Regions from separate parts of the Mus musculus genome. Here all the other regions are linked to region 1. A link is a contact called in public HiChIP or PLAC-seq data. All regions are on one chromosome and are shown on one strand. The core of a region is the stretch at or near the end of the contact, and the rest is flanking DNA. Distances in the headings are between cores, read along the strand shown.

The links. HiChIP or PLAC-seq counts read pairs in DNA pulled down with a chosen protein or histone mark.
Region 2: an HNF4G HiChIP or PLAC-seq map of pancreatic cancer cells shows a contact between it and region 1. The contact joins two enhancer-like sites. A contact is called at or near these places in 2 of 115 datasets of contacts at active chromatin or transcription factors (bone marrow-derived dendritic cells and pancreatic cancer cells) and 1 of 9 other capture datasets (embryonic stem cells).
Region 3: a FOXA1 HiChIP or PLAC-seq map of pancreatic cancer cells shows a contact between it and region 1. The contact joins two enhancer-like sites. A contact is called at or near these places in 1 of 115 datasets of contacts at active chromatin or transcription factors (pancreatic cancer cells) and 1 of 9 other capture datasets (embryonic stem cells).

The regions. Positions count from the first base shown.
Region 1 is chr2:134,463,951-134,467,123 of GRCm38.p6, reverse strand. No RefSeq gene overlaps it. Among named protein-coding and RNA genes, the nearest start is that of Gm52526, 62 kb to the left of the region's middle. Within about 2 kb of position 1,818, at least 4 of the 459 cell types and tissues checked have an H3K27ac peak or open chromatin away from gene starts, as enhancers often do. A contact at or near this core is called in pancreatic cancer cells, where this site is marked.
Region 2 is chr2:133,714,959-133,717,731 of GRCm38.p6, reverse strand. No RefSeq gene overlaps it. Among named protein-coding and RNA genes, the nearest start is that of Gm39940, 27 kb to the left of the region's middle. Within about 2 kb of position 1,316, at least 13 of the 459 cell types and tissues checked have an H3K27ac peak or open chromatin away from gene starts, as enhancers often do. A contact at or near this core is called in pancreatic cancer cells, where this site is marked.
Region 3 is chr2:133,670,258-133,673,103 of GRCm38.p6, reverse strand. No RefSeq gene overlaps it. Among named protein-coding and RNA genes, the nearest start is that of Gm39940, 71 kb to the left of the region's middle. Within about 2 kb of position 1,418, at least 24 of the 459 cell types and tissues checked have an H3K27ac peak or open chromatin away from gene starts, as enhancers often do. A contact at or near this core is called in pancreatic cancer cells, where this site is marked.

The sequences.
Region 1 (3,173 bases), core at 569-3,068:
CCAATGTTCTGGTGATTTCAGGCCACAGGAATAAAGACCAACTTAAGCCCCTACCCCAAACTGACTACAAAGATGCTGTGATTATTTTGCTGAACTAAAGCAGGGTTAAACCCCATAGTCTTTAAAAAGGGGAACTAAAGGAAAGTTACCAGGCGTCCCAGTATCCTGTGTCTGATGCTGCTGCTGATGTGAGTGGGCTACAGTCTTCAAGCCTCTGCTATTTTGGATTTGATTCCAAATGTGAATGGCCAAGCTAGATGAGATTAGTGAACTGTAGTGAGTCTGAGTGGGGAGAGAGAGAGGTGATGAGATGAACAAATCTCACAGTGTAGAGAGCTGAGCGTCCTTGTTGTACAGGATGAATGGTCCCTTGTGGACGCTTATCCCAGGAACGACATATTGCCCATAAACACATTCCTGTTTAGTCACAGACAAACAGGTGCACACTGCAGGTCTTGACTCTGAGCCAAATACCATTCACACCGTAGCACATTTATGTGCAGGTGTGTTCATGACGGTGCAGGTATCTGTAGAAATCACTGGTTTTAGATTCCCCTGGAGCCACAGTAAGTGGGTGCTGAGAACTAAACCCAGGTCCTCTGGAAGAGCAGTGCATGCTGGTAATGGCTGAGTCATTTTTCTAGCCCCAAGGACACATTTTGTAATTGGTGCTGTCTTAGCATTAGCTATAGTTTCAGACACTCCGTTTCCTTCCCTTTCGGGCACACAAAATAGTGATATTTTTTACAGGTTGGGCTTTTGCACAAGTTTGAACAATAGTATTTGTTTCTAGCTAAGAGTCCCTTATGCATAGACAAAGAAATGAGTCCTCAGATAATAGTCAAGGAAAGGGCTCTCACCACTCCAAGCAACTAACTATACTGCTTATTTTTAGAAATAAAATAAAATGCTAAGTGTTGTGGGTTGCAGTAAAATTGAGGTGTTCTGATAGTCATACATACAAATTACACCATGATATTTAGTCCCCAACCTGGGAAAGATCACACAATACACACACACAAACACACACACACACACACACACACACACACATATCGTTAAAGATCATTTATTTTTAAATTGACAGATAATACTGGTGCTTATATCCTATCTAACATGATGTTTGAGGCCCATAAACACCTTGGAATGATTCTGTTTAGCTAATGAACAAATGCATTACCTCACACTGTAGTTTTATGGTATAAGCACATAAAATTCACCCTCTAAATTTCTCAAGAATATAACACAGATGTTACTCAAAATATAGATAGTGCTGTTTCCAGAGAAACACATCACCAGGTGAAAATACTTTCCCCAGCTCCACCCAGCCTGTCAGACGTGCTTTTACATTAGTCTACAGTGAGTACAAAGTCTGGCTCATGTCAAGTACTGAATATTGCATGCAATTTCTGCAGAGTGCTTAAAAAGTGAAAAGCAAATGGATTGTATGGATATTCACCATAAAAACACAACTAATGTGTATTTAAGTTCACTTCTTACTGATAGCTTTTGGTAGCATTCATTCCTTTTTTGTGGACGAAGAGTTCCCTGTTGTGCATACGCACCACATTTTCTTTTTAGTTTATCCACTGAGGGCCACTTAGTCTGGTTTATTTTTGCTATCATGTAGAGTGCTGCTATAAAAATGAGAAGCCAGATAACTCTTTGCCTCGCTGATCTCCTTTGCTTTGGGTAATCCATATTTCTAGGTCATGTGATCATTCTGTTTTCCATCTGGGGGACCCCATGCTGTTTGCCATCACAGATCCTCACATTCACATGGGCATGAGTAGTGAGTCAGCATTCCCTGTGCTCCATATTTCTGCCAGCTCTTATCTTATGTCACTTTGAGTGATAGCCATTTGAGCTGGGGTGTGGTGCTGATATCTGTTGTGGTTTTGAGTTGTATTTCCCCGGTGACTGGCAGTACAGAGCACTTTCCATATGCTTGTTAATCATGTCTATGTCTCTTTTTGAATAATGGCCACTCAGGTACATTTTAGAATTATCTTTCCTCATGGAGTTGTTTGTATTTTTTACATATTCTCATCGCAAAGACTAGTGAGGCATACTGAATGATGCAAAGACTAGTGAGGCATACTGTAGGTTTCCTATAGGAGGGACATAGTGAATCTAATGTAATGGATCTTGAGCAATTTCATTCACTAAATACAGCCCAAGTTCCTGTTAAGTCTTTATGGAATGGGTGTCCTAGCTAAAACAAAGCAACAGTCTGTTCTCATCTGCTTAGTTGAAATAACAAGCTTGATAAAATGCTATGAAGCAAAGAAGATTTTTAAGATATTAACTATCAGATAACAACACAGCGAGAGTGGAGACATGGAAAATACAAACGGAGGAGCAACAATTGTCCAGCTTGCTTATGGCATTGGAATTTGAATGCTGACTGAAGAAGGGAGAACCACGTTGGAGATTGGTAGACACTGATAAGGGAGGATTAATCATTTTCCATAGTCTTATAATAGACAAACTGCATTTTACAAAGACTATATACCATGTTAGGTAGCTCTCTGGGTTCAGCCTTAGAGGATTTTGCAGTCAAATGGACACACTTCATGCAAAAATAAGAATCTTGAAATACCTCTTGTAGTACCTACAATCCCAGAACATTAAGAGACTGTGTGATCATCACAATTTCAAGGCTACCCTGAGCTACATAAGGTAGTGAGATTCCCTGTCCAATAAAAACTGAAATGGATTCCTTATCTCCATGTTTGAGCTGTTGAAATAGATAGAGATTTTTCAGCAGAAGGTTTAAGGTTGCCTCTTTGTCTTTTGTCCACTGACAAATTCAGGAAACCAGTCCCAAAGAACATCTTTAAAGGACAAAGTACTGGAGAGGAGAGGCATATGTCCTTGTCAGTCATCCATGTGGATGCATGTGGTACCTGGATTTACACTGAACACCAGGTGGTCTATTAAATACACAGTTCTTTACAGTAATTCATGAGCATTCAGGATGTTTTCCTGGAAAGGCCTTTGGAATGAAACACATCTTTCCTTTTCATTTCTATCTAAGAGTATTCATGAGCCATTATTAAGATAGGTAAACACAATTCCATATTTATGTCCAATTTGACAGCTTCTTCTGGATCTATAGAGTATTCATGAGCCATTGTTAAGATAGGTAAGCACAATTCCATATTTATGTC
Region 2 (2,773 bases), core at 67-2,566, 750 kb after region 1:
GTTGCCATCCCTCCCTCAGGTCCAGAAGCAAGGAAACTAGAAAGATTGGCATGTTAGTGCCTCCTGTTATTCTACCACCAGCCTAATGAGAAAGAGCTGTTAGTAAAGCCCCTGAAGGAACAGGAGCCTGGGAGCTGAAAGCCCCAAGGGCTTTGCAGGGCTGAGGCAGAAGAGACTTGGGAGCCTACAGGAGAATCAGAGGAAACAGATATCTGAGGGAGGCACACACAAAATCCCGAATCTTCCCCAAGGAGACTGATTTCATCTTATGTATAGTAGAGCCTTAGATAATTTCAAGCAGGGAACTGACACTCTGTGTGTGTGTGTGTGTGTGTGTGTGTGTGTGTGTGTGTGTGTGTGTGCAAACTCCTAGGATTACTTCTGCCTCAGCCTCCCTAGTGCTGGGACCGTAGGCATGTACCACCACGCCTGAGTGAGCTGTATTTTTAAATCACACACACTTGCCTATACATCTCCCTTTAACCTGTCAAGTCCCAACTCAAGGAAGGCTCCTTCTCTTTGAAGTCTCTTCTCACTCTCTCAGCTAGGCTTAAGCAATCCACTCTCTACATTCCCTCTTTTCTTGGCAACAGATCTCCATTTAATCAATCACCTTGTAGTATAATGATAGGTTTGCCTGTCTTGTCTTCATTCAAGCATAAAGTCCCTGGGGCATGGATTGTATCTTTTTTTGTTCCTCAGATCCCTGGAATACCGACAGTGCTGGACTTTATGTGTTCTTAGAATAAATAAATGCTGAACTCAAGAGCACTCAGGGTAGGGAGTTAAATGGCAGCTTCAATATCACAGAGTAGGTACACTGGCTTCCAGCAAAACAGAGTTGTTTCCAATCCAGGAGACAGACAACTGTAAATGTGTGGGAGGCGGGGGAACAGAGTCCCTTCTGTGTGGTCTCCTTGTATTCCTACCCAGTGGAAGGCATGGAGATATGGAGACCTACAGGTTTTAATGGCCTGATGCTCACGCTGGGAAAGCTATTTAGCCCATCACATACATTTCTTTGGATTAAAAACTTGAAAGAACTGTCAAGTGAGTTTCAAAGTCACAGAAAGAGTAACATGGCTGGGTTCTATCTTTCTGCCTAAAAGGCTCAAAGGAGCTGAGGGTCCGGAGCCCTGTTTGCTCTTTTTTAGATGAACTCGAGGTGGTAGCACTGTGTCCTTCAGAAGAAGGAGGCAGGGCATTCTCCGGGCAGGGCCATACATCGGAATTCCTCCCATTTCGTGTTCTGACAGATCACCTGCTTGCTGCCATTCAGGGCTCCTGTCTGTTCACTTAGCCTTTTGCTGGAGGCAGGATCCTGACTCACTCTTCAGGGCTTTTTATTGTTCCCAACCCTGGTGTTTGCTCAGGATCTTGCCCTGTGGTGAAGCAGCTTTTTCATCCTAAAAATAGAAGAGGGGGAGGAGGTTTAAAAGGAAAAAAAAAAAAGCCAAGTTTCCTTCCTTGTCACCCTTCTGGAGAAGTGGGCACATGCAGTAGAGCCAATTGTCTCCGTTCCCAAATTAGAGTCAAGAATCCGGCCTCTGCAATTCTGGTGGATTCTCTCTCACACCACAGTTTTCAAGTTACACTTGTTTGAAACTGCCTTATAAACAGAATGGTGTTCTCGTGTTAACAGAATTTTAAAAACCTGATCGTTGCTAATATTCACATCAGCACGAGCAGAGTGTTACAGAGCAAAATGGAGACATGGAGCTATCTGTGAAGACGTCTCCCCACCCCTTTTGTTTTCTGGATTGTTTCATTACTGCCTTCGGCTTCTTAATCTCCCCCTTCAATGTAGTGTCATCCTTTCAAGTAAAGGGTCAAAAGAAGCCACGTTTTCCACCCAGAGATCTTAATTACAAAACCTTGTATTCAGCTATAAGGATTCAAGTGAAATTCTAAACTTAATGTCCCTACATTCTCAGAAACCTTTTTTAGTGTTCAGTTATCTATACTGCCTAGATACTCACTGTTGGAACGTGCACAAAACTGGAGACGATGTCACTGTTAAAACATCTTTCTTCAAGTGGTTAGGAAAGTCCCTGAATCCAATCATCCCCACCAGCTACGAGTCACAAATGATTTGAATGATTATCAAATACAGCCTCAGTAGTGGAATTACCAGGACACGGGGCTGGGCTGCTACTCTTGGGTTTTGTTTTTGTTTTTTAATTGAATTTTAAAGCAACTGAGCTTCTCCAGTAATGTGAGATGCAAAGAAGCTTTCCAGGGTAATATATTAACGCCTCATGATGAATTGTCAGGACAAGTTTTCTACATATCACGAGTAGCAGAGAAGAGCCCCCCTCCCTGGGAATATCAAAGGATTCTGCACTATGATTCAATTTAGATGTACCAAGCCACCTCCGCTTAGCGTCTAGTTGGCAATGTCTCTACCTGCTCCAAAGTCCTGCTCTGCTGCAGCAAGGCAGCAGTACTTTCTAGAACTGAGCCTTAATAATCCACCTGCTTACTCTGTTGATGTTAACTTCCTGTGAGGAAATGAGACTAGAGCTCAGATTTGACACAAGATATCTACATTTGGTGTCTTTGCTCTGGGCATTACCAGAATTTTGAAGGGTTGGGTTTTTTGTATGTGTGGTTTTTATGTTTGTTCATTTTGTTTGTTTGTTTGTTTGTTTGTTTGTTTTAAAGATTGAATTCAGTTAGTACAGCACTTGAAAAGCAGGAATCATTCAAAGGCAAACAGACATTGTTGCTTTAGATGGATACTCCCCTTTCATGTCAATTCATTTTTTGAGGA
Region 3 (2,846 bases), core at 169-2,668, 790 kb after region 1:
TCTCGATTTAAAACAAGCTCCAGAAAAGGGAGGTGAGATTTTCTTTGAATGATGCAAGTTGTTTCCAGAAACAAGACTGAAATATCTCTAATCCTCACATGCCTTTTAGCTTCCTCATTAAGTGTGCATTGAAAGAACTCCCTGGTTGAAAACTTTTGAAAAAAAATGTTTGGTGGATTGTATGAGAATGCTCCCATTGTACCATTGAATACTGGGTTCCCCTTTGATGGAATTGTTTGGGAAAGATTAAGAGGTGTGGCCTTCTTGGAGGAGGTATGTCACTGGAGGGGTGGGCTTTGAAGTTTCAGAAGACTCATGATATTCTCTCTCTCTCTCTCTCTCTCTCTCTCTCTCTCTCTCTCTCTCTCTCTCTCTCTCTCTCTCTCTCTCTCTGCCTCTAACTTTCAGATTAAAATATGAGCCCTGAGTTGTTCCTGCTGTGAGGCCTCTGCTTCACTATCATAGACTCTACTGCTGAAACTGTAAATCTCCACATTAGACACTTTCTTTTGTAAGTTGTCTTGCACATGATGTTCTGTTACAGCAACTGACCAGTGACTAAGACATAGTGTCCTGAACATCTACCTTTCTCCTTTTTTTATATCTTGTGTTTTCGAAGAGATTGAGCAGTGCTCATGACCATCGTGCAAGGCAGCCTGGGAGTTGGAATACTCCCTCACCTCCACAAGTTGTGGTTAAGCTGAAGCTTCAAGTCATTAAACAGAACACATACAGCCCATAAAGAAGAGCCTCACTAGCTGCTCTCAGACAACATCAGTATAGGATTGCTAAGTGTCTCAGACCCACAAGTACACACCGTCCAAAACTCTCAGGACAGAGACTGGGAGATGCCTAACCAGGTGACTAGAGTGTCTCCCAACAGGCCTTGGCTCTCAAGAACCTCCTCTGGTTATTCTAACACTCCTCATTCCCCAGAAATGATCAGGGCAATAGTTATATTGGGCCTTACTGCCTTTATCCATGGGCTTCCTTTTGGGGATCAAAGGGTTTTGTCCCTTCCTCCCCTCATCAAGAGGGAGCACCCTGACTATCCAGAGCACAGCCGGATCTAGTATGAGCATCCACTTGCAGTCTAGACAGCAGCCTAAGAGAGGGGCTAATGCTAGGCTTCAGCAGACGCAGCAGCATGTTTGTCATGACTCTTCTGCCCACAGTGATGCCTTTGATCTCAATCCCAGCAAACCACAGTCATCGACAAAGGTAGAATGGGCTTCAGCTCCTGAAAAGCCCTAATGGAAATTCCCTTCACTCTCCTTTCTCTCCACAGTCCCTTTCTGGTGCTTCTGATTTAGCTGTACTCTTTAGCCCTAAATCCATCGGTAAAGCCAGCATTAGAGCAGCGACCAAGTCAGCATGAGTCATGTGGCATCCTGCTTTGGATATCCGGGGCACAGCTGACCAGTTGGGAAAGTACACAGTCCTTTACTTAGCCAGGCACCTTAATCATGGATTCCAGGCTCAGCAGTCCTTGTTTGATTTTCCCTGAGAACATGCTGAACTGTGATCTGGTACTCAGAGAGGAACAATGATTTCTAAATGGGCAGGTGGTTACAACGGGCTGTTGGGATGAACAACAGCAAATGTACTCAGGCTCTCTGTGGTACAGAAAGGAATGTGCAGGGCTGCAATGTGGCTGGCATCACACTGCAGGTCTTTGCAAACAAGCCCTAGCCACTGGGCAGCACTGTTCTTGTTGTTGTTGGTGGTAGTGGTGATGGTGGTGGTGGTGGTGTGTGTTTCCTGCAGGAAGGACAGAGTAACTGGTTTAAAACAGGTTTGCTTGGTTCACAGGCCTTAGATGAAGGCAAGTGCTCCCAAGAATTGTGGCCAACTCCATGGCAATCATGGCTTTTTAGAAGTATCTAACATCCTTTTACAAAATAAAGAAAATCGTAAGAAAGAGGAAGAAGAGAAGGAGGAGGAGGAGGAGGAGGGGGAGAGGAAGGGGAAGGGGAAGGGGAAGGGGAAGGGGAAGAAGAAGAAGAAGAAGAAGAAGAAGAAGAAGAAGAAGAAGAAGAAGAAGAAGAAGAAGAAGAAGAAGAAGAAGGAGGGAGGCTTATTCGAGTTCATGGAGTCTAACTTGAACTTAGGACCTTTGGCTCCCAAATATAAACATATGCCTGGAGCCCAAGGATCAGCAGGTAAATATAGCTTGTAGGCTGAGAACTAAGTTCATGGCTATAAGTATTAGATAACTTTGTCCATGCTCTCATTTATTTATTTATTTATTTATTTATTTATTTATTTTCTTTATTAGTACATGTTAATTATACCTAGTAATGGCTTCCTTTGTGGTGTTTTTATACACACCCCCCCACACACATATGTATATATAAATTTTTAATTATATTCATCTCCATTACTTTCTTACCCCCCACCTGCAAATCATTGGGTCCTCATGTTCTTCTTTAATAGTGCCTCTTTTATTTTTTGTGAACCCCATCACACCAGATTCCACTGATGAGAGGGAACATGGTTACTTTCCTTTTTGAGTCTGTTTTATTTCCTGTAACATGACAATCTCCTTTTTCTATCTGTTTTCCTTCAAATGACATGACTTCACTCTTCTTTGGGGGGAAGCAATATCCAGGTGCTTATGGCAATCTGGAGCCAGAATATCAACAACTGAATCTGTAGAGTGTTCACTAACCTATTAGCTTCTGATGAAGAAGTTAAGTTCTCTGGGGATCCAAATGGCAGGGAAATGCACATATTCAAATCTCTTCCCTCCTTCACACATTCAAGATCCCCTGCCTCTTAAGCCTCAGTCTAGGAGAAACTAGAGGCATTCTCCTTTTCTCTTTTAGGCCACAGTTTCTTCTCCC